2 separate regions of the Astyanax mexicanus genome follow, and region 1 is linked to region 2. A link is a contact called in public Hi-C data. All regions are on one chromosome and are shown on one strand. The core of a region is the stretch at or near the end of the contact, and the rest is flanking DNA. Distances in the headings are between cores, read along the strand shown.

Region 1 (6,460 bases), core at 2,502-5,001, 69 kb after region 2:
TTCTCTACCTTGATCCTTTCCCTTCCATCTCTCTCTTTTTTATCTTCTCTCATTTTCATTTTTCTCTTATATTTTTCTTTTTATTGCTCCCTCTCTTTTTCACCACTATCTCTTTTTTCTCTATCCTCTAAATTTTTTTCTCTCTCTCTCTCCTGTACGTTTGTCTCTCTCTTCCCTCTTTACTCTCTCCCTCCCTCATTTTCTCTCGTTCATTTCCGCACACACTTTCTCCTATTTATTTTGTTCACTTTGTTTAGCTTTTGGTCCTTTCTTTTTTTCTTTTATTTGACGCTTTCTTTTATCTTACTCTGTCTTTATTCCGTTTGGTCCCTTTCTCTCTCTCTCAATCTTTTCTCTCTCTGATAAACACTCATTGAGAGACAGAGGCGTCGGCTTGGGCAATTTATGCCAACAATACAACAATAGAGCAACTATCATCACACACACACACACACACACTCTTACGCACATTCTTATAGCGACATGCCTTTATAAGACAGAAGTATCACTCAATTTCTCCTCCAGTCAATTATCACACACACACACACACTCTTTCATCCTCTCTCTTTGTCTTTCTCTCTCTCTCTTAGAGACTCCTCTAGGGTCCATCACTTTTCTGGTCGATGGCTCCTCAGCGTCCTGATTATTGCTGCTGCTTCTGGTCGTATCCGCCTCTTATTGAACTGAACTCACACAACAAACGCGCTTGTGCTGCAATAAAAACCCTCCAGTGTTAATATTAACATCGATATCGCTTCTTCTTAACACCCTAAACAGGCTCAAACTTTAGTTCTTCACTCTTTTGAATGGACTACTTAGTTTCATGGGCTCTGAAATGAAACCTTGTAAAAACAGGCCCAACTATGATACTACCACCACCATGTTTCAAAAATGGTATAAAGTTTTTTTATGCTTGAATCTATTGTTTTCCTTTTTCCTTTTACTTTATTATTCAAAAAAGGTCTGTTTTGGTCTTACCCATCCACAAACCATTGTTCTTCCATGATGGTAAACTTATGAACATTAACATTAGCCAGTGTTGGATTACATGGATTAGATGCTTTTGTCCAAAGCGACTTACAATTATGATATACATTTAGTAATAGAAGACATAGAAGTTCAAGGTAAAAAAAAACAATTTAAAAAATCAATTAATTTTTTTTTAATCAATTAAAAAAAAAAAAATTTAGACAGGGACTAAAGAAGGTCAAAGAGAAATAATGGGATAGAGGAGGAAAGGAGGGGAAGAAGAAAATGAGGTTAGAAGTAGTTAGTTAGTTAGAGGTGTTAGGAGAGTAGGTGCTCTTTGAAGAGCTCTGTCTTCAGGAGTTTCTTAAAGATAGTGAGAGATTCTCCTGATCTGGTAGTAGAAGGTAGTTAGTTAGAGGTGTTAGGAGAGTAGGTGCTCTTTGAAGAGCTCTGTCTTCAGGAGTTTATTAAAGATAGTGAGGGACGCTCCTGATCTGTTAGTGGAAGGTAGTTTGTTCCACCATTGGGGAACTCTGTTTGATGAAGGACTTCAGTTGCTTAGAAGTTACCTTGCGTTTCTTTTCTGATCGCAGCCTATTACACGCTTTATACCTGGTATCATCTTCACTGGATGATCATTCCTTGGGAGGATAATATAGGTCTTAAACTCTTTTCAGAGATGGTTTTGTTCCATTTTTGTAACCTGTCTCATTCTTTGCTGATGTTGTTCCCTTCTCCAACTTCTGGACATTTCCCTACTTTTGGCGACTACTGAATGTCCTGGTTTATTAGTTGACTAGTCGATTAGTCTATGCAATATAGCACAATGCATCCTGTAAGATACCAGATGAATAATCTGTAAGATACAGTCAAATAAAGAGAATGACCACTGGCTCAGTCCACACACTTCTGATGGACGCCAGTGGGCAGGTGCTTCAGTGTGTTGGTGGCTTTTCTGTTGGTGTGTGTGTTATGTGTATGTGTGTGTGTGTGTCTGTCTGACTCTCTATTTAATTAGACCTTAAAAGACTGCTAATGAGAGTCCTGGAAAACAGCCAGTAGACACCCCACCCTACCCCCCCACACACACATAGAGCAATAGAGACCCTAGCAGCCAAATATGTCTCAGCTCAATAATGATCATTAGGAATCTCTTTAAAATTCTACTAATAACATTATTAATAATGACATTCTATAGTATATAGTATTTCTGTACTGCGTATTCATTTTTTAAAACCATTATTCATATATATTACTGTGCACAATTCATGCCAATAAAAATACAGTGCTGTGCAAGTATTTGCCCCCTTAAATTAAATTAAAACATATTTTCATACTCACATTTTCCAATTTATCAAACACATTTTATTACCCAACAAACATAACCTGGGTAAATAAATACATTAAAAAAATGTTTTTAAATTATTTCATTATAAAAAAAGATATTCAAGCCAACCTGGTCCTGTGTGAAAGAGAAAATTGTCCCCATGGATTAACTGTGATTAACTACATTTTTTGGAAAGCTGAGTTCACATTCAAAAGCCACACCCAGACCTGATCACTGCCAGACCTGTAGAATTAAGGAATGACTTAAATAGAACCTGTCTGACAACATGAAGCAGGCAGCTAAAAGATCTCAAAAAGCAACACATTATGCCCCAATCTGCAAAGTTATTTACTGATATATCAGTATGGAAAAGTTACAAATCCATTTTTATATGGTTAAAAGGCTGAAATTACTCCAAATGAGCATGCACAACTCATCCAGGAGGTCACAAAATAATCCAGAACAACTAAGGACAATATATTGTCTCACATTTGCAAAAAAATAAAAAAAAACACCATGATGATCTACAAAACTTTTGGAAGCAAAGGTGTGATGGTCTGGCATTTGCTTTGCTGCCTTAGGTCCTGGACAACTTGTAGTAATCAATAGAACCATTAATTTTACTCTCTAACAGAAAATCCTGAAAGAGAATGTCCGCCCACCAGTGTGTGACTTTAAGCTCCAGTGTACTTGGGTTCTGCAGCAGGACAATGATCCAAAGCACAGCATTATGTCCACCTTTGAATGGCTCAAACAAAACAAAACAAAGGTTTTCGAGTGGCCTGGTCAAAGGTCACACCTAAATCCGATTACGATGCTGTGGCATGATCTGAAACAGGCCATTCATGCTGGCAAACTTTTAAAATTTAGCTGAATCAAAACAATTCTGCAAATAATTTCGCTCCACAAAGATGTGAAAGACTCAGTGACAGTTATCGCAAACGCATAATTGCTGTTGTTGTCACACCAGTTATTAGGTTTAGGGGCAATAACTAAAAAAAAAGATTTATATTTACTTAGAGACAGAGAGAGATATTGATATAAGAGACAGAAAACAGAAAAACAAGGAAGATGTAGAAAAAGAGTGAAATTGAGAGAGAGAGAGAGAGAGAGAGAGAGAGAGTGATAGAGAGAAGTGCACACTATATGACACAGGGAACAATAAAATAAACATGTATATCTCACCCTCGCTCTAAACCTGTCTACAAGATTTTATGATAATATACTCACAAATAAATATGTACACACATACACACACACACACGCACACACACGCACACCGATTCACCCAATATGAGGCAATCAGACAGACAATCTCTCACTCTCTCTTTTTCGCTCGCTCAGTGGGTGGTCTATAGTGAGCTGAGAGGGAGTTTTGTCAGCGTGTGTGTGTGTGTGTGTGAATGTGTTTGTGTGTGACAGAAATACTGCACTGAAATGCCACTTCAGCCCAAACACAGGCACTGAGCGAGTGATGCAGGCTGTGTGTGTGTGTGTGTGTGTGTGTGTGTGTTTGGCAGTGGGTAGTGAGCGCAGAGGAGCTAAAGCAGCACTCTGCTGAAACAAGCACTTCTGTTTGATTTGCTCAGAGATTAGGGAATAACACTGACCCACACAAATAAACAAACACACACACACTCACACATCCACACACACATTTGTATTTCTCCCTTCAGGGGCTATTTCTATTACTGCCTTATGTGTTACTATAGCTAGTAAATGCTGCCCTGCTACACCTTTCCTAACCTTTAGAGAACCTCAGCAGTACTGTGTCCCATGACTTTTGCCATGTCCCACAGAAGCTAAAGTATGCTGCACTGACCTGCGGGGTATGAGTATAGGGTCTCCTGCACTAAATGTGGATGTCAGATTTCTGATTTCTGCCAGAATCGCTTGTCTGTGTGCGTGGACAATTCTAGCCAGACACTGCCGGTCACGATCATTACTGTCCACACTGTAAACCCATACATTGTTTGAACTTGAAGTCTGTTTTACATAAAATTGGATATTTCTAAACAATACTCAACTATTTTGAGTTAGTTAAACATTTGTGAGCACATATACTGTACTATTCAAACAGATCTTTGAGTTGAACCAACTTATAATAACTGAGTTTGTTGTCATTCAAATTCAAAGCTCTTACAATCGCCTACAAGGTGATGACAGAACAGGCTCCTTCCTACCTGCACTCGCTCCTGAAGGCTTACGCTACCTCCCGGCCGCTGCGCTCCTCCAATGAACGTCGCCTCGCTTTGCCAAACATTCACACAAAGCAATCCAGACTGTTCTCATACAGAGTTCCCCAATGGTGGAACAAACTACCTTCTACTACCAGATCAGGAGAATCTCTCACTATCTTTAAGAGACTCCTGAAGACAGAGCTCTTCAAAGAGCACCTACTCTCCTAACACCTCTAACACACTAACTACTTCTAACCTCATTTCCTTCTTCCCCTCCTTCACTCCTCTATCCTATTATTCCCCTTTGACCTCCTTTTATCCCTATCCAAAGATGTTTTTACCTTTAAACTTATTTTACATTGTACTCAACTATTGTAAGTCGCTTTGGACAAAAGCGTCTGCCAAATGTAATGTAATGTAATGTAATGTAATGTAATGTAATGTCATTCGCAGTTTCTTTTTCATTGGCTTTTGTTACTCTATTTGCATACTGGGTGTGTCCAACAGTTTCTGACTAACACTCACCATCAGTGTGATCATAGTGATTCCCCCTGGACTACCTTAAAAATAAATCAACTTCCCCCTTTGGTTGTAATAACGTGATGCTTTAATTTATGCTAACTCAAGTTTTTATTCCCCATTACTTAAAAAAAATAAGCAAACCGGCTGCCTTAAAAAAGTTCAGTAATCTCAACTTATCTGGTCTTACAGTATAACAAAAAAAAAACGTTAAATCAATTTCCTCTTTAGTTGTAATAACTTGATGTTGAAGTTATGCTAACTTTAGTTTTTATTATCCATTACTTAACTTTTCTAAGGCAACTGGTTTCCTCAACTCTTTTAAGTAAATTTAACTTATCCGGGCTCACAGTGCACTGTGGGTGGTAAAAATGCCTTCTATGATGTATTCCCCCTACACATGTATATAATACGTATATAAATAGGTTCTATACCCATTAAAGAGGGTTAAACTGAGAGGAAATAGAAGATAATATAGTGTGGCTCTCTAATAAAAGTTGCTTTTAATTAAGTAAATAATGAGTATATTATTAAGTATATTATAAATGATAATCATATAAAACTAGGTACACATGATCCCCACAAACAGCTGTAACTACACAGACACACAAACTATCTATGTATCACACATAGTATCAGTATCACAATCATAAAATTAGCAAATTAATTTCCAGTTACCCAACCCAGAGGGCACAGTCATCCACCCCTGAAGCGATTTGTGATGATCCATTACATACCAAACACTGTGTTAATCTACTCCACCCAAAGGAGTTTCAGCAAAGGTTTCGTAGTGTGACGTACTGTATATATCGTAGTATAAGACTGAACTTCTGGTTCTACAGGCAAAACATTCCATTCAACACAACAGGGTGTTATGCTTGATGACCAACTATCCTTTACACACCATGTTGCCTCAATTGCAATGCAATGCTTACGGACCTCCCGGCCTGTGTTATAAAACCACTTCAGATGATCCAGAACGCAGCAGCGCATCTGGTCTTCAACCAGCTAAAACAGGCACATGTCACCCCACTGCTTATTGAGCTCCACTGGCTACCAGTTGCTGCTCATATCAAATTCAAAGCTCTTACAATCTCCTACAAGGTGATGACAGGACAGCTCCTTCCTACCTGCACTGATCACTCCTGAAGGCTTACGCTACCTCCCGGCCGCTGTACTCCTCCAATGAACATCGCCTCGCTTTACCAAACAAACATTTACACAAAGCAATCCAGACTGTTCTCATACAGAGTTCCCCAATGGTGGAACAAACTACCTTCCACTACCAGATCAGGAGAATCTCTCACTATCTTTAATAAACTCCTGAAGACAGAGCTCTTCAAAGAGCACTTACTCTCCTAACACCTCTAACTAACTACCTTCTACTACCAGATCAGGAGAATCTCTCACTATCTTTAATAAACTCCTGAAGACAGAGCTCTTCAAAGAGCACTTACTCTCTTAA
Region 2 (5,653 bases), core at 825-3,324:
TGTTGCTTTTGCTTTTTTCTGTACAAGGTGTAATCACAGGATCTTATAGATCCATATGTAACTGTGTGTGTGTTTGTGTATAGTAACATACAGCTCTGGAAAAAAAAGAGACCACTTCAGTTTCTCAATCAGTTTCTCTGATTTTGCTATTTATAGGTAAATGTTTCAGTCAAAATGAACATTGTTCTTTTATTCTATAAACTACAGACAGCTTTCTCCCAAATTCCAAATAAAAATATTGTCATTTAGAGCATTTATTGGCAGAAAATGAGAAATGGCTGAAATAAAAAACATCTCAAATAATGCAAAGAAAACAAGTTCATATAATGTTTTATGGGTTCAAAAATCCATATTTGGTGAAATAACCCTGATTTTTAATCACAGTTTTCATGCATCTTGGCATGTTGTCCTCCACCAGTCTTATACACTGCTTTTGGATAACTTTATGCCTTTACTCCTGGTGCAAAAATTCAAGCAGTTTAGTTTGGTTTGATGGCTTGTGATCGTCCATCTTCCTCTTGATTATATTCCAGAGGTTTTTACTTTGGTAAAATCAAAGAAACCCATTATTTTTAAGAAGTCTCTTTTTTTTTTTCCAGAGCTGTATATAGTAAAACGTGCCTTGTTAAACTAGGCCAGAAAATCTCGACATTCAGGGTGTAGGGAGGGGTTGGGGGACTTTATGACAGTCAATTCAGGAACAAAGAGCGTCAGTCTCTGATCACAGATCTGCTCTATGGTAAGCCAGCCACTTTTACATAAGTAGAACATCAGTGTGGATCACTGTCTGGTCTGGTCTAGTCCAATCTAGGCTGGACTGGGCTGAGCTGGGCTGGGCTGGGTGTGGTGGTCTTTGTGGTGGAAGAGGCTTTCTTGTTTTGTATGAGACTCTTGTCTCTTAGATTGGGATGGCTAAATGGCTGGGTGTCCAAGCATCTGCAAAAAAAAAACATCAGGTCTTGTGGGGTGATTCTGGTTTACAGTGGTCTGTACTGACAGAAAGTGCTCCAAAGTAGGCCAAACGGAAGCTGGTTTCAGAGCCATGTGCACCCTTGTGGAGTGATGGCAACCCTGGGGTGTCCAATCCCACAGAAGAGCTACTGTAGAACAAACTGCTGACAAGACTAAATGAAAACCCTGTCATCAATAGCCCAGTGCCAGAATTTTATGTAGGGTAATGTAAGGTCATGGTGGCAATGTATATTGGAGTTAATGTCTTGGGGGCTTGAGGTGGGGCATACACAGTTTTAGGCTGGGATTTTTTATTTATTTATATTTATTTCTTTAACCATCCTTGGAAGCATTTTATGTTCTGATCTAACTGCAAAATAATTTAGTGTATTAAAATGCCTTCTGTAGTGCTGGACTAGAAGCAAACATTCAATTACACATTTCAAATATGATCCCATTACCAGTGATTATACTATATATACTATATACATGCATATATATATATATATATATATATATATATATATATATATATATATATATATATATATATATATATATATATATATATATACACACATGAAATACAGATCCACAGTAAATACATAATTTCTTATTTTATAAATTAATAATAGTATCCACTATGTAACTATGTTATCCTTTATCTAATTGTCTACTAAATTTCCTTCTGGATCGATAAAGTTTCTTTCTTTCTTTCTTTCTTTCTTTATTTTATTATTTTGTATACTGGATTTAGTATCATTTCTGGATATTGACTGGACCTGAAAAGCTTAAATGGAATTAAAGAAAAAAAATAGGATGTTCTAAATTAGTAGTGTTTTATTAGTAGTATTATGTGTGTCTCATGTCTCGAATTAAAAATTCGTAAAAAGTTTAATGCGCCCTTCACATTATATATATATATATATATATATATATATATATATATATATATATATATATATATATATATATATAATATTATATACATTATATATATAAATACATTTATATTATATATATATATATATATATATATATATATATATATATATACATTATATATATATATATTCCTTAACTAATATATCACCTAAACATCTGTAATAATAAAGTTGTGCCCTGAAAAAGTGACCAGTCATGAAAGTGCTCCGCGCGGCCACACACAAAGGAATGAATGAGAACAAAGGCGAGGAATTAGCGCCATCTGGGGATTTGATTGGACGGCGGGGGTTCTGTGGGTGTGGTTATGCAGATTAAGGGGCGGGGTGCGACCCACTCGCCAGACTGGAGACGCGAAGTGTCAAAAGGGAGCGAGCGCGGTGTCACCGTGGGAAAGGAGAGGCTGCGCGTGCTCTCTGTCTCTATACCTCTCTCTTTCATATAGTTCTCTTTTCTTACTCTTTCTACCGGTTTTTTTTTTTTTGCTTTTTTTCCCCCCTCTCCCTTGTTTTTTGTCCTTTTTCTCTCTCTCTGACTCAGTTCTCTCTGGATTCAGACAGACAGCTGCACTCTGTCCGCGCTCGTCTCGCTCTCTCACTCCCTCAGGACTATTTTACACTTTCTGCCCTCCCACCTTCTCACCCACCGCCGCTGCTGCTGCTGCTGCTGACAGCGGTCTCCCCGGTGGTCGCGGTCCGGAGCGGGTGATGGAAGGGAAGGGCAGCCGCTGTAAGATCGTGGTGGTGGGCGACACTCAGTGTGGCAAGACGGCGCTGCTGCACGTGTTCGCTAAGGACAGCTACCCTGAGGTAAGTTCACTACAACTACAGCATAGCACTGTTTACACATACCACTTTAACTCAGTAACTATGGATAATGTGGCTAATATTACGTGACACATGTAGATATTTTATTTAAAAAGTATAGCTCTGGAAAAAAAAGAAACCACTTAAAAATGATGAGTTTGTTTAATTTTACCAAATTGAAAACCTCTGGAATATAATCAAGAGGAAGATGGATGATCACAGGCCATCAAACCAAACTGAACTGCTAGAATTTTGCAATAGGAGTGGCATAAAGTTATCCAAAAGCAGTGTGTATGACTGGTGGAGGAGAACATGCCAAGATGCATGAAAACTGTGATTAAAAAACAGGGTTATTTCACCAAATATTGATTTCTGAACTCCTTCCTCATTTTCTGCAAATAAATGCTCTAAATTACAATATTTAAATTTGGAATTTGGGAGAAATGTTGTTTGTTGTTTATAGAATAAAAACAACAATGTTCATTTTACTCAAACATATACCTATAAATAGCAAAATCAGAAAAAACTGATTCAGAAACTGAAGTGGTCTCTTAATTTTTTTTTCCAGAGCTGTACTTTTTTGTGTTTGTTCTGGTCATACAATTGTTCTCAAAAGTTTGTAAACACTTTTTAAACTGAATTTAACATATATCTGTATTTATTTCCACCTAAAACTTTAATACAATTAGAAAGTAAGAACTAAATCAAACAAATGAGACAAAATATATAAACTGGTCATTTATTTAACTGTTGTCTTTAAGTGGGGAAAATAATGGTAAAACTAAATCACAATACTATACATAAACTACGGTGGCCGAGAAAGCCCAGCGCAGTGCAAATTGAAAAGCGCTGCAAAAGCACAAAACACATCCATCAAAATTACAACACAGGCGCAGCAAATAGAAAAACGCGCTGCAAATAGAACCACAACACAACGGAAGTGAGTCACAACACAACGGAATTTTCCCGGGGGACCTTAAAAGATGCTGTACCAGCTGTATACAAAGGACAATAAGTGGCAAACAAGCTTCTGAAAAGTAAGTTATGTTTATTAAAAGTTCTGCTTCACAAAACGCCTTGTTTGCCACTTATTGTCCTTTGTACACATAGTGAAGTCCGAGACGTTACTGAAGACGCAGCTTAGCTGGTACAGCATCTTTTAAGGTCCCCCGGGAAAATTCCGTTGTGTTGTGACTCACTTCCGTTGTGTTGTGGTTGTATTTGCAGCGTGTTTATCTATTTGCTGCGCCTGTGTTGTAATTTTGATGGATGTGTTTTGTGCTTTTGCAGCGCTTTTCCATTTGCACTGCGTTGGGCTTTCTCGGCCACCGTAATAAACACATTCACAATGTATTATATTGATTGTGAAACATGTGAACGCAGTCAAAATGCACCAGTAGTGACAGAATTAGAAAATTAACTAATATTCAAATACTTCACAGTGACTTTTAATTAAAAACATACATTTAAGGCTGGCCCAAATCTGTTTGACACAGATACACGTGTCATTTGTTTGTCTGTGTGAACGTCAATACACTTTGAATCATTGAATCTGACACTTTTCAAATCCGATTTGGGCCACTTCAATATGTGGTATTGAAATCCAATACATATCTAATTTGCAGAAACTGCCAGATCAGAATTCATGTGACTTTTCTGTCAAGGTGAAGAAAAAAGCAGTGAGGAGAGTGAAAAATAGATAAGAGTACACAGGAAAATGGATGAAAGTTGTGAATAAGGGTTTCATTGGTGTCATAATGGGGTAACTGAGCTCATAAATATATGGTACCTATTGGAAACAATACTGCATTAGTTACATAGTGCAGACTGTTTAGATGAATGTCAGATCTGGGTCACATTTAAAAAAAAAAAATAGTGTGTGAACAGTTGGAAATAAACATTGGATTTGATGAGCAAATCGGATTTGGGCCACTTTAACTTGCTTTTGGCAGGTTACTGTAAAACTCTGAAAGTAAAAAATGTTAAAACTAGCAAGTGTTTAAAGGTGTGTGCTAATGTCGTTCCAGAGTTATGTGCCCACCGTCTTTGAGAACTACACAGCAAGCTTTGAGATAGACAAACACCGGATTGAGCTGAATATGTGGGACACGTCAGGTAAGTGCTGTACTTTCTAATAGTGACACTATGGTGACTACACTTTGACTGATTTAGTGACTTCTGCCATTGAACAATATGCCATTGGCTTTGTCAACTTGCAAGATATAAGATTAAAACATGAAATCTATATCTTGCAGTGTGGACCAGTTCATTAAGCTATTGTTGCTGTTTGCATTAAAGCTTCCAGCCAAGCAATCCATATATACAATATATAGTATAAAGTAGGGCTGTGCGATATGACGATATATATCGTTTCTACAGTAATTTCATCAATTCTTCATGCAAATTAGGGTTGGGCAGTATGACGGTTTTTCATACGTATGACGGTTTTTCATACCGTCATACGTATGAAAAACCGTCATACTGCCCAACCCTAATTTGCATGAATTATTGATGAAATTACTGTAGTTTTTCATACCGTCATACGTATGAAAAATGGAGATATACCCATATAATAATTTTCATTAAAATTGTAATTATTTCTCTAGAACCGTCACGCGTCCGCAGCTCCTTCTGTTTAGGTGTTGCGTCTCATAGCGCTGGTAAAGCTTTGTATTCTGTCTGTTAAGTTACTGCTTTGAGATTAGTACAACTTTATTGGCTCTTAAATTGTAATTTTTTTTTGTTTTTTCTTTGTTTGGTTTTGTCGCCCAGACACAGTTTATTTACTTTTACGCTTTTTTTTATTTAACTAATATTTGTTTTTTACCCGTGTGCCGGCCTCCAGGAAATAGTCTGTGATGTAGTCATCTGTTTTTTAATACTATTTTTATTTTATATAAAGCTATGGCATGATAATCACCATATAGCTAAGTAACCAAGTAGTATTGTTAACG

What was found. A called contact is a pair of places that touch in the nucleus more often than the background predicts.
Region 1: a contact with region 2 is called in a Hi-C map of muscle, with 17 times the contacts expected there. The contact joins the enhancer-like site here to the promoter of rnd2 in region 2. A contact is called at or near these places in 2 of 3 Hi-C or Micro-C datasets (both in muscle).

Annotation. Positions count from the first base shown.
Region 1 is chr19:35,922,665-35,929,124 of AstMex3_surface, forward strand. No RefSeq gene overlaps it. Among protein-coding and RNA genes, the nearest start is that of rnd2, 68 kb to the left of the region's middle. Within about 2 kb of position 3,752, the one cell type or tissue checked has an H3K27ac peak away from gene starts, as active enhancers do.
Region 2 is chr19:35,855,736-35,861,388 of AstMex3_surface, forward strand. It overlaps rnd2 (Rho family GTPase 2), which reads left to right and starts at 2,075. Exons shown (of 5, transcript XM_022665048.2): 1 at 2,075-2,702; 2 at 4,727-4,814. The coding sequence starts at 2,601.